Linked DNA regions of Ovis aries: region 1 is linked to region 2. The links are chromatin contacts, called in public Hi-C maps. All regions are on one chromosome and are shown on one strand. The core of a region is the stretch at or near the end of the contact, and the rest is flanking DNA. Distances in the headings are between cores, read along the strand shown. Region 1 holds the start of PDGFRA (platelet derived growth factor receptor alpha). Region 2 overlaps LOC121819871 (a long non-coding RNA gene).

Region 1 (5,871 bases), core at 2,362-4,861, 510 kb before region 2:
CCAGGACTCCATGCCAAGAAGAGGGCAAACACCTCTGCCCCCACTCCCAGCACTGCTTGGTGCTCGTCCCAGGATACAGGAATATCACCCCCAACCCCCAAAAGAAACCTCAAAAATGTAAGCCTCAACAATTTCTTTGGGAGGCCATAGAGTTGTTAGAAAAATACTGCTTTTAAAAATAGGTCTGGAAAATGTGTTTTTTTAAACCCCTAGACTTTCGAACTCTATGGTTATCTTCCCTCCAAGTGAAGTTTATTCAGAATAAATTACTCTCTGGACATACAACTAGAATTCGACTCCAATTTTTTTTTTTCATCGCCCAAAGTTTGAAGTTACTTCACTTCTAGCCCAAAGAGCCTGATTAGGGATTTCTTTTAGAAACAAAAATACTTTTTCTCCTCCCTTACCTTCTCCTCCAATGTCAATTCGCAATGAAAATCCTACATGAGGAGGAAAAAGTGTGTCCACGGCCTGCAGCCCTCTCCTGCAGTCCCCTCCTCTGTTTCTCTCCCTCTAGCTCCAACTGTAATGGGCTCAAAAACCGCGTTTTGTAATTGATTCAATGTTATAGTCCATCCTTCTAAAACTAATCATTTGCTCTAAGTAAATAGCTGTCAGGAAATGAAGCCCCCCCCTCCCCTTGGCCTCTTCAAAATAAGAGTTTCCCTCGAACTCCGTGCGCTCTGAATCTTCCAGCCTCCAGATTGCTCCTTCGCTTTTCGCTCTTACGCAATCAGGGGGTCCAGCCCCAACCCCCAGACTTCGACAACAACTGGGGGGCGGAGAGAAGCCGACCAGATGGGGTGGGGGGGAGGGGGAGGTGTTGATGCTCTGCCGAGAAAGAGGTTCGTGAAAATACATACTGCCCATCATTTCCAAAATGAGTTTGCCTCTTGATTTCGGGGGACAATTTCCTACACTGCTATGTTGCTTTGTATTTTCTTTGAAAGGAAGAAAAGGAACACGTAAAATTGCAGTTAATGCCCAAAGAGAATATAAATCTGGAGTCAAGAAGTGTCCCTTCTGTAGAAACCCCTAACCCACCCAGAATCCCGGCCGTCGGGAGAGGTCTCCGAGCCGTTGCGTCGACTTGAACCTGGGGTCTTTTAGGGAAAGTGCCGTATAGTTGCTAATCCTTTAATGGGATTAGGCAAGCTGTTGAGTCTAATATGAAGATGATGGGTGGTTTTTTTTCTTGGGCGGGCAGGGGGTTTGCTTTGGTTTGATTTTGTCCAAAGACAGATTTGAAGTAGGGTACAAAGAGTTGAGGGTCTGCCGTAGGTTTGGAACTTTCTCCGACAGAACGACCTTTACTCTCTTAAAGCACTTATCTTGTCTTGCCTTTGTTTTCATGGTTATCTGGGCGAGGTTGTCCTGGCTTCTATCACGCACACAAAAAGGCTCAGGCTTGATCGTCTGCGGAATCTTCTACAACCAGCCTGCTACCTCCGCGTTCAGGGGGAGGGTACAATTTGACTCTCCCCACACCCTCTCCCGACGCGTGGATCGGGCCGTACGGGTACACTAGGGATAAGAAGGGAGCCCCCAACCCTAGCCCTGGGGCCCCAGGCAGGAGACTAAGCCGGGAGAGGGCGATCCTGCTCGCGAAAGAAAGGGGGCGCTGACGCTCCAGGAACCAGACCTGGGCAGAGTGGGGCTTCCCAGCGAGGGCGGGGGAGGGGAGCGCGATTGCCTTCCCCACCTCCTCTAATTTCGAATTCTCTTGTTGGGTGGAGGGCTCAACCTTTACCACCACCCCCGACTCTGCCCCCCCCCCCCCCCCCCACACACACACTTGACAGTGGCCAGGGCGGCCTGGTTTAGGCTGGAATGTGGGACAGCCATCACCTTCTCCCTTACTTAGAGAGTGGACACGGAGCAGCCTGCAGGGGATGTTCACAGAGAAGTACTCGAAGGGGTGCTGTATGGAACTGCGACCGGCTCCTGGGGTGTCAGGTTCGTGAAGACGCCTGAGGCTGGGCTAGGGGCCTCATTCCTCCAGTCCTTCTGCGCAACCGCCTCCCGTGCATCTTCAGTTCGGATGACTGCACTGCTCACTATTACTTCCACATGTTCCTTCAGGAAATCATTGAAGGCAAATATATGAACAGCCCCTTGTTCGGAATGCTAACAGGATACCGTAATGTTTGTAGATAACGAACGGGGACTAAAGAACCCCCCAAAATCGGAGTGCGGAATAATAGGGGGAAAGCGGGTGCTGGATTTCATGCTAATAATAAAATCCAGCTGAGATGCAAATTTTTATACCACGGACTCGAGAGGGTAGGAGGCGAGGCAGGGCGCAGGGCCTACCCAGTAAGGCCTACTTTGCTGCTACGACATTGCCAGCCTGGTCAAGCCGGGATCTCCGGGACGCAGGCCTCTGCTCTCCCCGCCCACAAATGGTAACTTCACAGTTCCTTTCAGAGACGCTTAAAGGGACCCGAAAAGTGGACTGGGCCGGGGTGTCTTCGGGCCATAACTCCTCGCGAGTTTAAAACAGAGAGAACGGATGAGCAAGGAAGCACTCAGTCGTCCTTCTGGTAGTAATTACCTGCCTAATTTGAATGATGCCTTTGTTATGATCATTAACAAACATTTGCTAAAGGTTTCCATGTGTGACATTCCAGAAGGTTTAAAGGCCTGGGGAGCTGACTCCGGGGATGGAACACCGGTGGGGGGTGGCGCAAGGGAAGCAAATGGTTGGGAGATTTCCCCGAGCCTGGGCCGAGCAGATAGAGGGAGGTCAACATCTGCCTCCCCAGCAAAAGCAAAATAAACCCACTAGTCGGGAGCAACCTCGGGGCTGGAGGCCCACAAAAAGAGGCGGTTAGCTCCTTAAAATGAGTTCTGCCCACCCGCCCCTCCCACTGCTCATAGGCGGGTTTGAATCTTGCCGTCCGCCCTCCGCCGAGGTTCAGCGGATTGACTGCGCGCGTCTGTCAACAGGGGCGTCGCGGAGAGGTGGGGCGAGCCGAGTTTCCCTCTCCCAGTGTTGTTCTAAGATCCTTTCAGATTGCTCCCTCGATGCCCGGGGTCCTGGGTGGTCCAGGAGCCGCAGCGGGCAAGAAATGCCTCCTGGCCGAGGCGAACTGAGAGGTCTCTTCTCTGTCTGCTTCTGCCCGGGGCGTTGCGGGGGACCCACCACCCTGAGCTCCCGGAGGAGTGACCCTCGCCGGCTTGGGTACTTGAGCGAATGTCCCAGCCTCAACCCGGATTTTGATTTTCACCTCTTGTGTTTTTCCCTTGAGAGATCATCATGGAATTACGAATGAGGGTTTTTCCCTCAAACCCGCAGTCGAGGCGGCTGCGACCCTCTGGGAAGGAGGCCCAACTCGAGAGATGAGCCACGTTAGGGGAAGTTAGGGGAGCGTGGTGTTCTGGCGTGGCCTTGCGCATCTAGGCCCTCAGGCGACAATGAAATTGGAAGCAAGAGATGGAGCAGAGCCAGCCATCAAAAAGAGCCCCCCACCCGAAGTTTTTAAAACCAAATCCAAATGATCCCTGAAAACAAAACCAAAATCTCTCCCCGGCTCGCCTACCCAACTCCCGGGCGACCGCGACGGGCAGCAGCCCCGGGTCACACCTTTGAGTTTCGTGGGCGTTTCCCCGCTGAGTTGGCTTTCTGTTTCTCTTCTCCTTCTTCCCGGCGCTCCAGCTCCACCCCCCAGTTCTACTTTCCTCGGAGAATTCAGAAGGTACTTGGGCTTTGGAAGACCTCTGATTACAGCAGTTATCAAAGACGATAGTAGCGAAAATCACCTTTAAGCCAAGTCGCAGTTGGTCCTTTCAAATGAAGTTGGGGGTTTGTGGTGAGGGAGGGACGCACTTCTAGCTTTTTTTTTTTCCCCCCTAACTTTCTGAATTGAAAATAAAGGGCCATTTGGTGGCTGGGGGGCGGAGGGAGGCGCTAACTGTCCCATTTCCCACCCTCTTTCAATTCTTGTCTGAGCCTGCAAGAGACACCTCCCTGGGCCGGCAAGGGACCTTAGTGAGGAAGGCTCCGAGGAAGCTTGCGGATGGTGGGGTTCCCGCCCTTGCCTCGGGTCTGCCCCAGCTGAGGTTTGGAAGCTTGCTCTAGTCTCTGCAGCTCAGAATACAGAGGCCCAAGTCTTATTAAAAGAGGAGAAAGAGGGTCCAGACAGGCTCGTGTAACTTGGGGCGACAGTTCTCTCTGGGTCCCCCTAAACACCTCATCTTCTTGCTGGTGGCTGACTAAGGGTGCAGCGTCTCTTCTGGGTTCTTAGAGGCTTTCTCTTCAAAGCTTTGTCTCCAAAGAGAAGTCCAAAGCCATTCCCCGTGGCTGGAGACCAGCCGCGCCTCTGCTAGGGCTAGGGTTCCAAACACTTGAGCCTGCTTTGTGACCCGAGGACCATAGACTGTGAGCTCTGTTTCCCACTCTGACGAGCCCAGGGAAGGACTAAGCTCCCCAGAGCTGAGAAAGACATGGTGGGACTAGACCCCCCCTGGGTCTGGATTCTTGGATACCCTCTTCCTAGGGAGAGAGCACGGCTTTCTCAATATGGAGAGGGTTTTGCACCACCTACTCCCCTCTCCTTCTGTTAGACCTTTAGCTTTTAGTTACTTTTAATTTGAAAGCCGTGTGAGGGGAGAGGGAGGGATCGAGGAGATTGGGAGGTCTGCTCTTTATTAGGGGCCTCAGCATCCAGCTTTCCAACTCACAGCTGTGGCTTGGGAGGGGCAGGAGGGCTGGCTCTGTTTAGGTCAGCTTGACTGAAGAAAGGGCCTTGTCCTCAGGAAGTCCCAGGAGTAAGGCAAGGGCTAATGATGTTTAAAAAAAAAAAAAAAAGCAAAAGGCTTCCAGCAGAAACTGTGCGGTGCAAAGCCAGTGGAACCTGGGATCTGCAACTACATTAATTATAGTACAGAAGTTTGAGTGTGAGCCACATTATTTAATCAGGGTATTATTTTATTTAATCCCCCGAACAACCCTGTGGGTTGTGCATGATTACCCCCAATTAACAGATGAGCAAACAAAGTCAGAGGGGTTAAGCAGTTAGTGCACAGCAGTGCCAGTTTCTGCCTAACCATGTCCTGGGTTCCAGTTCCAGTGTGATCTAGTCAAGACAGGTCACATCTCTGAGCCTCAGTCTCCTCGTCTGTATGAATTGGCATGTCTGCACTTTGTCCCCAGATTGTTGAGACGGTTAAACAATATGAGGCAGGAGAAGCCCAGGAAGGCACTGGATAAAGTTTCTCTTTCTCAGGCACAGTCACTGACATACTCCTCTCCAGGTCCCTGCTTCCCCTGGATTGGCCTCAAGAATTGGGTGAATGCCAGTCTAGTTTTCTAGTTCATGGTCTCAATTAAAGGTGGGACAGGGGCATCTTGATTCCTAGCTATTACCCATCAATGTCTCAGGCCCTCTCAAAAACTGGGTCCTAGGCCAGAAGGCAGCAGGGAGCCAGGAAGGACCAGAACAAGCAGCCAGAATGAGAAGACAGGCCTGACACCTCCAAGAGAGGATCTGTAAGAAAGTCAGGAAGAAGGGATGCTGAGGCCTCAGTTTCGGGGAACCTGTGGTGAGAATCCGTGGGGGAGCTTCTGGGGTGTCTTGTAAGCTTGTGCACCAGGCACCCGGACTTTGAGAGGATGCACTTGGTAGGTCAACGTGTGCCATGCCTGCATCTAACACACAGTCACCTTCCTCCACCAGACATCCTCCAACCTTGATTTTGGAAGTTTCTCTTTCAGTTTTTCAATTCATTAAAGCTTATGGCACATCTAAAACTAACACAACATTGTAAATAAACTATAATGTATATATTTTTAATTTAAGTAAGTTAAAAAAAACGATGGCATGTGCCAGTCAGAGTTTGCTCTCCACTTTAGAGAATTGATTCATGGAA
Region 2 (5,556 bases), core at 786-3,285:
TATTCTTGGGTTCAGCAGTTGATAAGCTATTTTGTTCCTTTTCTTTCTTTTTCTTCTAGTTTTATTGAGAAATAATTGACATGGCACTGTATAAGGTTAAGGTATACAGCATAATGATTTGACTTACATATGTCATGAAATGATTATCACAATAAGTTTAGAGAACATTCATCATCTCACAAAGACACACACAAAAAAAGAAAAAAATATCCTTGCGATGAGAACTCTTAGTATTTATTCTCTTAACAACGTTCATGTATAACGTACAGCGGTGTGATCATGTTGTATGCATTGCATATCTCTGTTTACCTGGAATTCGCACAAAGTAGATGCTTGAGAAATGTTTCTGGGCTGGCTGGCTGGATGGATGGATGGACAGATGAATAACATGAATATAGAATAAAACTTTGGGAACCCAGAGAGATAGGGCTTTTTTCTTTATATAAACTAAGGCTTTGACTCAGTCTTAGGGCTGCCTCAGGCCTGGGGCGATCCTAGAGCAACCCCGGAAGCAGCCAGCTGCACAGAGGCTGCCAGAGTAGAGAAGATCTGGTGTGTGTGTGTGTTAGTCGCTCAGTCGTGTCCAACTCTGCGACCCCATGGTCTGTGGCCCGCCAGGCTTCTCTGTCCATGGAATTCTCCAGGCAAGAATACTGGAGTGGATTGCCATTCCCTTCTCCAGAGGAACTTCCCAACCCAGGATCAAACCCTGGTCTCCTGCATCACAGGCAGATTCTTTACCATTTGAGCTACAGGGAAGTAAGATCTGGATCTGAACTAAATTCTTCTGAATGCCAGGGTTTCCCAGGTTATATCAGTCCCCTGCTGGACCTCCCCGGCCTGGCTCTGGCCCCTTGGTCTGAGTGTGGACCTTTCCAATGTAGGGTTCCTCCTAGCTCCCCACATGCTTCCCTCCCTCTCTCCTGCAGACTGGCACACCTGCTAGTTCCTAGCCAGAGACTTGGTTTGGGGATCTTCAACCTGAGAAACTTAAGACCCTCTCACAACCGAAGTACAACTGTCAATAAAATATGAGCTAAATATTCACATACTACACATCATGCTATTTCTTTTTGGCCTGTGTAGACTTAAATAGCATCTTGCCTAGAGAACATAACATGCCCAATAAATATTGGTTAAGTAAGGAATTGATCAATATAATATATTTAATTACACTGAGAATGAGTAGGGGAGCTTGGATTTTGCCCAAGGAAGACTATGGAAAAGAGGTGGTATAAGCCCCTATGGACTGTTTTCTAGGACATCTGAGGTGTGAAAACTAGCCCTACAGGCTTGAGTGTGTTCCACCTCTGCTGTATCATCGACACACCCTATAATACTTCTATAAATATAGGAAATTACAGTTTACTCTTCTGAAGTCTTCTGGAGATTACCATCACACCTATCTCATAGGCTTGCTCAATGAGAAATAAAATGAAACAGCATAAAATGCTTAGTATAGTATCAGGCACATAGTTTTTTAACCAATATCTTTTTAAGTTGCTGATGCTGTTTTGTTATTTTTTTTTTTTTGAGTCAGGATTCTGGGGCAACTCAGGGGGAAAAGATCATTATTGGTGTTCAGGGGCAGTGTGGAGGTGGTAAAGCTGAGGGTGGCATCACAGCTGTGTCACAGCTCTGTGAAGCTCCAGATATGCACAGATGGAATGGTTTTCTGCAAAAAGAAGAAGTGTAAATGGGGTCAGAGGAGCTTACAGGAGCTCAGAGAGAGTTTGAAGAGGGTTCAATCACAAAGGCACATAGGAAGGCTCGAAAGGAGAAGGCACAAAGCTCAAAAGAAAGCCCTGACAAGGAAGCCTCGCGGTCTGACCTGGAGAGCTTGCTAGTGGGCTCCCACTCACACTCCATCCTGTAAAGTGGGTGGGGAGAGAGAGACAGAGACTCAGAGAGAGGAGCCGGCCCGGCTCACACCTGCTGCCGGCCCACCCAGCTATCCCTCAGACCTGGCTTCCTGCCTCTCTGGTGAGGGATGTGTCCCTTGGCTCAGTAGCCATCAAAGGTCTTAGAGCATAGAGGGACATCTGCCAGGGAAAACAAAGGGACCCCGCCCTCTGCTGCTGGGGAAATCTCTTGAGGATGCTCTAGAGTACTGTCCGCACATGGAGGCAAGCAGCTCATCAGCGCTGGGGACCTTGAGGGATGCTGGAGAGACTCTGCAGAGTCAGGGGGGAAAGTCCGCGGGCTATTTTAGGCCAGGCCCAGACTGGAGTCAATGGAAGTTTTGTTTATGTAACATCTGCCGAAGGCCCTTTGGAGAGAATGACCCCGGGCTCCCCGCCGGGGCTGTAGTGAGCAGGGGTGGGATGGAAGCTTCCTGTTGTTCTTGGCCGGGCCGCCCAGCTGGTGGTGCAGCTCCCCTCCTGGAGCTCTTGGTTTTGCTCCGCCCGCTCCTTCCAATCACCCTCACTTCAGCTTCCTTCCTCCGGCGCAGTGCGGGCAGGGTGTCCCTCAGAGGGGGTGACTCAGGCTCTGGACCCCACAGAGCTGCCCCCTTGACCCCAGGCCTCCCTGCTCACTCTATGTCTTGGATGTTCCAGGGCGTCCTTCCTGCACATTTCCTTGGCTGCGGGTTTGCTATCAGACGCTACAGTTAGGGAACGGGGCGGGGTCTGAATCTAGCGCTGCCGTTGGGTCCTTGCTGATCTAGGGCAACTTGTAGGATCTCTTGAGTTTTTATTATATTCAAATATGTATATAAATACATCAGACAAAGCATATATGTCAATTTCCCTCCTATCAGCCTTATTCAAAGGCAGTCAGACTATTTTGGTATATTTTTTAAACACAGATTCTCTTGGTATGTTGTGTCCCTCCAAAATGTGTGTGCTGAATTCCTAATTCCCAAAGTGATGGTATTAGGTAGTGCAGTCTTAGATCATGAGGGTGGAGCCCACATGCATGGAATATTTTAAGGGTGGAGTCCGTATAAAAGAGCCTCCAGAGAGATCCGAGGTCCCTTGGCCAAGTGAGGACACTGCAGGAGGTCTGCAATCCAAAGGAGAGCCCTCAACATTAATCCTGGCACTCTAATCTCAGATTTCAGCCTCCTGAACTGTGAGAAATCTATTTTTATTGTTTATAAGCCACTCAGTCTATAGTGTTTTATGACAGCAGCCTGACCTAAGACCATTGGGAAGGATGGTGGTGGGAAGGATGGTGGTAGGAAGGAGAAGGACTTGTTTAAGGTTAAGGCATAAAGATGTACAAATCTGAAATGGACAGTTTGATGCAATCTGGTTATCTAGATATCTACCCATGTAACTGCTAGTCAGATCAAGACACAGAGTGTTTCCTTCACCCTTATGTGAACAGTTCCATCGTGTCTCTGTCTAATCAGTAACTTGTTCACACCCAATCTGCCCTTCTTAATCTGCTTAGGCTGCCATAAGAAAATAGCACAGGCTGGACTGTGTAAATAACAGAGACTCATCTCTCAGTTCTGGAGGCTGGAAGTCTGAAATCAGGGTTCCAGCTTGGTTGGGTTCTGGTGAGGGCTCTTTTTCGGGCTTGCAGATAGCCCCCTTCTCACTGTGTGTTCCCCGGACCTCTTATTTGTGCACCGAGCTCTTTGATGTCTCTTCTTATAAGCACACTGTTCCTATCAGATTGAAGATAGGGCCTCCCTGGTGGCTCAGAGGTTAAAGCGTCTGCCTCCAGTGCGGGAGACTGGGGTTCGATCCCTGGGTCGGGAAGATCCCTTGGAGAAGGAAATGGCAATCCACTCCAGTATTCTTGGCCTGGAGAATCCCATGGATGGAGAAGCCTAGTAGGTTACAGTCCATGGGGTCGCAAAGAGTCGGACACGACTAAGTGACTTCACCTTCACCTATCAGATTAGTGTGCTTGTGTGCATGGTCAGTCATGTCCGACTCTTTGTGACCCCATTGGCTGTAGCCTGCCAGGCTCTCCTGTCCAGGGAGTTTTTTTCAGGCAAGAATACTAGAGTGGGTTGCCATGTCCTCCTCCAGGAGATCTTCTTGACCCAGGGATCAAATTCAGGTCTTTTGTATTGGCAGGCAGATTCTTTACTACTGCGTCACCTGGGAAGCCAGGCCAGGGCCCCACCCTTATGAACTCACTTAACCTTAATGAGTTCTATAAAGGCTCTGTCTCCAAATACCATCACTTTGGAGGCTAGAACCTTAACACAGGCATTTTGGAGGAAGGCAGTTCAGATCTCAGCATTAGTACCGCTTCCTCCTCCTCCAGCCCCTGACTGTAGCCACTGCTTCACTTACAGTGCTTCAAATCTGAAAGCAACCCAATTGTCCATCAACACAAAAATGGATAAGAAAACACTGTTCAAGTAAAGTCACACAAAGGAATATATGCTACTGCAATTTACAAAGAGAATGTGTACTGGTACCTCGGATCCATTCTGGGCGTTCCTCTGATCAAGTGATGAACAGAACAAAGTAACACAGGCCTTTGGGACTGACATTCTAGTCTCTGCCTCCTCTTCTCCAAAGGCTGGTTCATTCAGGCCAAGTTAAATTATCCCCTCACATCTGAAAGCAAAATTTCAAGTCTTTCGGGACCTTGGCTAACCACTGACAATCCTCCCACCCTGGGGTCATGATGGAGACCCCTGCTCCCAGCATGAGTGGTTTTCAGTAGAGCTTTGTTAACACGAAACATAGCTTTCTTGGGGGCAGAAACTGAATTTGAACTTTCTGTTGTTTTTATTAAAAAACAATAGAGTACCCCATTGGCCTAGGAAAAAGCAGTTGTTTCAAATTAGGTGTAATTTTGAATTAAGACAATATTGGCTTAACAGATTTTACCCAAGATATTTTTCTATACATATACATCTATACATGTTGTTGTTTTTTTTTCCTGAGAAAAACTGTGGTAGATTTTCATGTCCACTGTTGTTCAGCTTTATATTTTGTAAAGTATCAAAGTAAGTTTATTTTTAGCCATTGTGCTTTAACAGATTGGGCTAAACTGTTTGAGAAAGGGTTCTGCTGATAATCATCTCTTTTGAGGTGGAGAGTTTTAATTCACTGATATAATTGATTTTAAAGTGAAGGCAGCTAGAACTTGAGATCTGAGATAACAAGCTAGTTCAGTTCAGTTGCTCAGTCGTGTCCGACTCTGCGACCCCATGGACTGCAGCATGCCAGGCTTTCCTGTCCATCACCCACCCCTGGAGCTTGCTCAAACTCATGTCCATAGAGTCGGTGATGCCATCCAACCATCCCATCCTCTGTTGTTCCCTTCTCCTTCTTCCTCAATATTTCCCAGCATTAGGGTCTTTTCCTATGAGTCAGTTCTTCGCATCAGGTGGCCAAAGTGTTGGAGCTTCAGCATCAGTCCTTCTAATGAATATTCAGAACTGATTTCCTTTAGGATTATCTGGTTTGATCTCCTTGAAGTCCAAGGGACTCTCAAGAGTCTTCTCCAACACCACAATTCAAAAATATCAATTCTTCGGCACGCAGTTTTCTTTGAGGTCCAGCTGTCACATCACACATGACTACTGGGAAAACCATAGCTTTGACTATTGCAATTGTGCAAATCACAGCATTTCCC

The links. Hi-C and Micro-C count contacts between places; a contact is called where the count stands out from the background.
Region 1: a Hi-C map of tail adipose tissue shows a contact between it and region 2, with 10 times the contacts expected there. The contact joins the promoter of PDGFRA here to the enhancer-like site in region 2. A contact is called at or near these places in 8 of 16 Hi-C or Micro-C datasets (hypothalamus, liver, mixed tissues and 4 more).

What each region holds. Positions count from the first base shown.
Region 1 is chr6:70,433,852-70,439,722 of ARS-UI_Ramb_v3.0, reverse strand. It overlaps PDGFRA (platelet derived growth factor receptor alpha), which reads right to left and starts at 3,611. Exons shown (of 24, transcript XM_060417114.1): 1 at 3,543-3,611; 2 at 1,861-2,076.
Region 2 is chr6:69,924,805-69,930,360 of ARS-UI_Ramb_v3.0, reverse strand. All of the region lies in intron 2 of LOC121819871 (a long non-coding RNA gene), which reads left to right. Among named protein-coding and RNA genes, the nearest start is that of LNX1, 50 kb to the right of the region's middle. Within about 2 kb of position 2,035, at least 10 of the 54 cell types and tissues checked have an H3K27ac peak or open chromatin away from gene starts, as enhancers often do. A contact at or near this core is called in liver, where this site is marked.